2 separate regions of the Mus musculus genome follow, and region 1 is linked to region 2. The links are chromatin contacts, called in public HiChIP or PLAC-seq maps. All regions are on one chromosome and are shown on one strand. Each heading gives the region's core, a stretch centred on a gene start, on an enhancer-like site or on the middle of the called end of the contact. The rest is flanking DNA. Distances are from core to core; before and after follow the strand shown.

The links. HiChIP or PLAC-seq counts read pairs in DNA pulled down with a chosen protein or histone mark.
Region 1: a FOXA1 HiChIP or PLAC-seq map of pancreatic cancer cells shows a contact between it and region 2. The contact joins two enhancer-like sites. A contact is called at or near these places in 2 of 115 datasets of contacts at active chromatin or transcription factors (astrocytes and pancreatic cancer cells).

What each region holds. Positions count from the first base shown.
Region 1 is chr5:5,319,373-5,322,311 of GRCm38.p6, reverse strand. All of the region lies in intron 2 of Cdk14 (cyclin-dependent kinase 14), which reads left to right. Among named protein-coding and RNA genes, the nearest start is that of Gm30151, 50 kb to the left of the region's middle. Within about 2 kb of position 1,666, at least 123 of the 459 cell types and tissues checked have an H3K27ac peak or open chromatin away from gene starts, as enhancers often do. A contact at or near this core is called in astrocytes and pancreatic cancer cells, where this site is marked.
Region 2 is chr5:4,494,966-4,497,740 of GRCm38.p6, reverse strand. No RefSeq gene overlaps it. Among named protein-coding and RNA genes, the nearest start is that of Gm40261, 220 kb to the right of the region's middle. Within about 2 kb of position 1,505, at least 122 of the 459 cell types and tissues checked have an H3K27ac peak or open chromatin away from gene starts, as enhancers often do. A contact at or near this core is called in astrocytes and pancreatic cancer cells, where this site is marked.

The DNA of each region.
Region 1 (2,939 bases), core at 417-2,916, 820 kb before region 2:
CTGGTGCGGTAGATACTGTGCTTAGATACGTGCAGGGGGACAAGGGTGCTCCCTAGACACAGGCTTTGAACATCTTTTCCTCTTATTTAATATTTGTATCTCCAGTTAGTAGTGTTTTACAAGTGATGAATCTGAGGCTAAAATGTCAACTCATTTGCTCAAAGACATACATTGGTAGAGTGACAGAAATTAGGATTTTGACTGATCTCAAAATAGTGAAGATGCCTCTTATCTGGGGCTGCATTGTTTCTGTGAGTGTCGTGAGATGGTCTGATGTCTTCTCCATGCTGCTCTTAGCTCTGAATTGACCCACCCCTCAAATCTACAAATCTGCAAACAGTTGGGATGAATGAAAGGGCCAGTCCTGCTGACCCAAACCTGCAGGAGCCGCAGGAGACAGGGCAACAACAGGATAAGCAGGAGTCCTAATGAAGATCCTCTAGTAATGGTGTCAAGTCATGGAAGCAGAGATCTCGAACCAGACCGATGCCTCACTGCAATGGACATTTGCAAGTAGAGATGTGTGGACAGAGGACAGACTGTGGGACACACTGTGGATTTCACCAAGAAACACCTGTACCTAATATCCTGCAGCCGGATTTGAGCAGTGAGAAGAATTTAGGAGCTCAGAGGCAAGTGCAGGACACTGGATGTTTATTTCTTCTGCTCCTCTTTGTCAGTTCCTACCTGTTTCTCTATAGCTTTCCCTGTGTCTCTCTGCGGCCCGCCCTCCCTTCTCTCAGTACTTGCTCCTTGCCTGAACTTCAGCAATTCTCTCACTCTTTGACCCTCTCAGAACCATTTGCTAGTGATAACCTTGTCTGCCTATGTTTTCTTTCATTACTTTACTTTTTTCTTTTCTTCTTAACCGTTTTATTGATTCTTTGTGAGTTTCACAGCATGTACTTCAGTCCACTCATCTGCCTGAGGAAAGAAGAATTTTGGGGGCAAACTACTGATTTTCAGATGAGTAATACAATTTCTAATCCTGTAAATGGAATTTGTTGATCTGGTCAAAGCCATCGGCAAATGCTGACCTCTTACATTATTAATCACATATTTGTGTGTAAGCTGAGAATTAGAGGTGAGATGCTTGCTGATTATCTGATATAAATCAGTGTAAATACTTACCTACTTCATAACCTTACATGAGTGATGCATTTCAGAGTGAAAGCTCTATACACATTTCACATGCAGATCTGGAGTGTGACCACATCTTTGGGATGCTAATATGGCTCCTGCTTGCTGTGGAGTAGGCAAAAGGGCATTCATTCTTCATGGTTTCCTGTGGCCATTAGTAATTCTGCCAGGGGGTTGGACATCCTGGGACTTTGCCAGCCTTTCTTCAGAGAGATTGACTCATGTTGAAAGATCTTGGAGTTCCTGTGGTCTGTTAGTTCTTCTGGTTTGTTGCTTGTGGTGTGAGCCAGCACACATACATTCCCAGCTGAAAATCTAACTTGCAGGGGCTTAATTCTAGTGAAGTTACCTCAGCTCTTTTTTTTTGCATTTTAGAGAATAGCAAGCCCCTCATGCTGCTTGGGGGTCTTGCAAACATAGATTAGCCCATCTTTTTAGAACATTTACAGCTCTCAGGGGAAAGTGCTTTGCAACTTGGCAGGCATAATTACTAGTATACGACAGCTGGAATAAGGCAAACCAAATGTACCCTCTTGAAAACCAAACGCTAACCCCTTTCTTCTGGGGCCTCCTTTGCTTCCTTCAGAGGGCTTGACTGTGAAAGCTTTGGAGCTGCAATGGGGGAGTTTTAAAATTATTATCCAATGTTCCACCATAAGTCTGACCTTAATATTTTGGCATCTGAAGCTCAGTATGTCATACACAGTGGTCTAGGATCTTGCTGGACGAAGCCAACAAGTGCTTTCATTTTAGTTTGTGGGGGCTTGGAGCCTCTTGAGCTGGCCCCGCCCTGTTCCCAGGAACACTCGGTGAGCACTGCTGTCTGTGTGACTGAGAGAAAGTGAGAGCGAGGAACAACTTTCTACTTCCTTGTTCTTACTCCAAGTCACAAACAGGAAGTGTTTTTTATACTTATAACAAAACTAGCAATAATGAGGAAAATATTTTGTAGACAATTACTGGCAAAAATTGATAATTTTTTGTTGCTCTTGGATATTTAAGCCCCCTGTTGACATCAACCAGGTCACGCCACACAGAAAGTGGTATTTCAAAATGTTTTCTAAGAGATTTATTGATAAAGATTAGTGCCATAAACATTCGGTTGTTAGCGATGACTGCTCCTATGACAGTATCTCACTTCCTTAATGACTTCGTTTTGTGGAATGAAGAGACTATCATAGTTTTACATGCTGAGAGAGCTTACTCAGCACTCTGGATCATTAACTATGATCAGGACTTTGGTTGCAAGTTTATTTTTGTTTCTTGCTCAAAGAGGTGTGTGTGTGTGTGTGTGTGTGTTTGTTTTCAATGCAATTTGTTAATCCAATCTTTTCTTCATGTTTTTATTTTCTTATGCAACCCTGGGTAGAGAATGTTAGAAACTGAAGCTAGAATAAAGGCCTAAGGGCTGGTATGAACCCTGATAGTTAATCTGAATATCTTTACTTCTCTAGAGCCGTGGTGGCAGAGATGTCCTGGATCCCTGTCAATGACCATTTTATATTTTCTAGACCCGTGCTGTGTAATAGTGCCCCTTTTGTATAATTCTTACTGTCCACTCTGTAAAAGGTGGCTTTTGGGACTGAAGAACTGAACTGTTAACGTTAGTTCACTTAGGTAACCGCATGCTGCCAGTGGCTGCTTTAGGGAAGAGCACAGCTCTAGGGAGTCATTTGTTTTCCCAAGGCTTGCCTTAAGCTTTAACTAATGGCCTGCTGGACTTAGCGACTAAAGTACAAACGTTTAATTTCTGGCTGTTTTTAGTCAGGGTCTTCTGTATCTCCGACTGCCTTTGACTT
Region 2 (2,775 bases), core at 256-2,755:
CAGTGAGTTCATAACAAGACTGGGCCTGCCAATAGTCAATTATGGAAGAGAGAGAGAGAAAGAGAGAGAGAGAGAGAGACAGACAGACAGACAGACAGACAGAGACAGACAGACAGACAGACAGAGACAGACAGACTGAGAGACAGAGAGAGACAGAGAGAGAGAGACAGAGACAGAGAGACAGAGAGAGAGACAGAGAGAGAGAGACAGAGACACAGAGAGAGAGAGAGAGACAGAGAGAGAGAGAGTCGCAGGGGAGAGGTTCCCAGATGAAACCGCTTCCCAATGAACTACTCCTAGCTTACTCTGGAGCACATCAGCATCAGACTCCGGTGGATGGTTCTAAATCCTGGTTAAATTCAGCAGGCCTATAAACAAAGCAAAACAAAACAACAACAAAACCCTCATGAATATAGGAATGTGCCTTGAGGGAAGGTATGGAAGAGGTATAAAGATGGAATGGAGATGAGAAATAAGAAAAGGTAAGAGGGTATAGTAATTGGAATATGCTTTATATGTGTATGAAGTTGTCAAAGAGCAAATTCAATAGTTTTTTTAATCAACTCTCCAGGAGGAAAAAGGTTAAATTCCTCTCAAGTACTTTTTTCCTGTAGTGGGAAAGCTTGTTAAAGCTATGACCTCACAGCTGACAATTGCCTAACTGTGGAACAGCATCAATAGCAAAAAAAAAAAGGTTTTCCTGTGTTTGTTTGCTCAGCACCTTTGAGTGCCACATTGATGAGAGGAAACTGTTCAGCGTGTCTTTCAGCTCCTAAGGTCTTGCCCAGAGTCCTGGATTCCTCTCTCATTCACAGAGATTAAACGCGCAGATAGAGTACATAGGGTCCCACATTCCCAGTCCTTCTGAGGCTACGGAGAAGGAGTTCTTCATTATGACTATTGTATTAGGTTTCATCTGCTCATGTCCTGGTCCTACCGACAAGGCTCAGCCTGCCTCGTTGCTCTTCTCTGAAGCTTTTCCTCACATCTTACAAAACCTCCTCTTACACACCGAGGAACTAACAAAGGAGCGTGTCTTAACTCGGTAAACATCCCCCATCCCGCCCCCTCTCCTGTCTCCAAGCTTCTTCCGACATTCAGACTCTCATCCCCAAGCGAAGAATTTCCCCATAAATATTTTATAACTTCCTAAGTCCATAGACTACCTCGGTCCAGCTTTATTATTATATCTCATTTCTTATCTGGCACAAAGTTTTCCTCCTTGAAACGTATTCCTCTTGTGTGGCCCTGTGTCCGTTTGTCGGTTGCCAGAAGACAGCATGCTGGAACAGAAAGCTCCCGGGCAGTGTATGTCAGCCAGGCTTTGGGGTTTTTGTTGTTCATTTCCTTCTCTGGGTCGCCCCTGTGCGCCTTTGTGGGGACTGTCGAGCCTTGGCACAAACCGCAGCTCCTGAATGGGACATTCTTCCAACAGACAGTGTGTTCCCAGCTTGCCCAGCAAGAGCTTCCTTGGCAGCCTGGCAAGGACACCATTGAAGACAAGGCAGCCCAGGGCGACCTCCACAATGACTGTGGCTCTGACTCAGTCGTGAAGTATTTGCTGTCAGTGGTGCATAAAAAAGGCAGGGCTTCACAAGATGGCTTTTCTTTTTTCTTTTCTTTTCTTTTCTTTTCTTTTCTTTTCTTTTCTTTTCTTTTCTTTTCTTTTTGTTTGTTTGTTTTGTTTTTCGAGACAGGGTTTCTCTGACCCACAAAGATGGCTTTACAGGTAGCCAAATTATTCACCCACCTGGGCGATGAGGAAACAAAGCCAAGTGAAAAAATTAGGTTTAAATACCATAGGCCAGTGCTGCCCCTATGTTTGAACAGGTAGCAAAAAGCCTAGCAAAAAGCCTGAAGCTATTTTTTTAATTTGTTTATTCACTTTACATCCTAATATAACCGCTCCCCTCTCCTCCCAGTACCCTCTCACATAAATCCTTCCCCTATTCCCTCCCCTTCTCCTTTGAGAAGGGGTTGCTCCCCTTGGTGTCCCCCTCCCTGCAGCACATCCGCTCTTTGCAGGAGCATCCTCTCCCACTGAGGCCAGACAAGGCAGCACAGCTTGGGGAACAGGATCCACAGGCAAGCAACAGATTCAAGAACAGCTCCCTGCGTCTGTCATTGCGGGACCTGCATAAAGACCAAGCTGCACATGTTATATTATGTGCCAGCACCTAGTTCCAGCCCATGCGAGCCTGAGGTTATCTTAAAAGAAAAAGTCTGAATAGCTGAAGGTCAGGGGCGTGGTGAGGGTTGGGGTTGTAACTCTTGGGCCTAGATGGGAGGACCTTCAGCTGGTCCGGTCGTCTCTGCTCCCCAGTGTCTGGATGTGACCCCTGCTCACTTCTTAGGATTATTTGTAAGAGACCAGTTCTGACAAGGTAGGAATCAACACGAGTCGAACTGGAAAGTTCTCTTCAGCTTCACTCTTGGACTGGGTGTGGGATGAACAAATTCACATTCTCTGAAAGCGGGAGACCAAGACAGATGACCGGCTTCCAGGAACATCCCCTTTGGACCTTATTGTTCTCTGGGACCTAGGGGGCTGGTGGGGGTGCGGATGGAAGCTGGACCTTGTGGGGAAGATGGTGTTCTTTTACATTTCTGAGCCCTACCAAATATTCTCTTTGTAGCTAAGTAGTTTGTGATAGTATCTTCCCTCACACTTGCCACTACCATGCCTGTCCTACTTAAGAGTTCAGCTCTCTCCTGCTCCAGGGAAAGTTCTTTTTCTTCCCCTGTAAAAAGTGAGAAGTCTCTAAAGATTTCGGA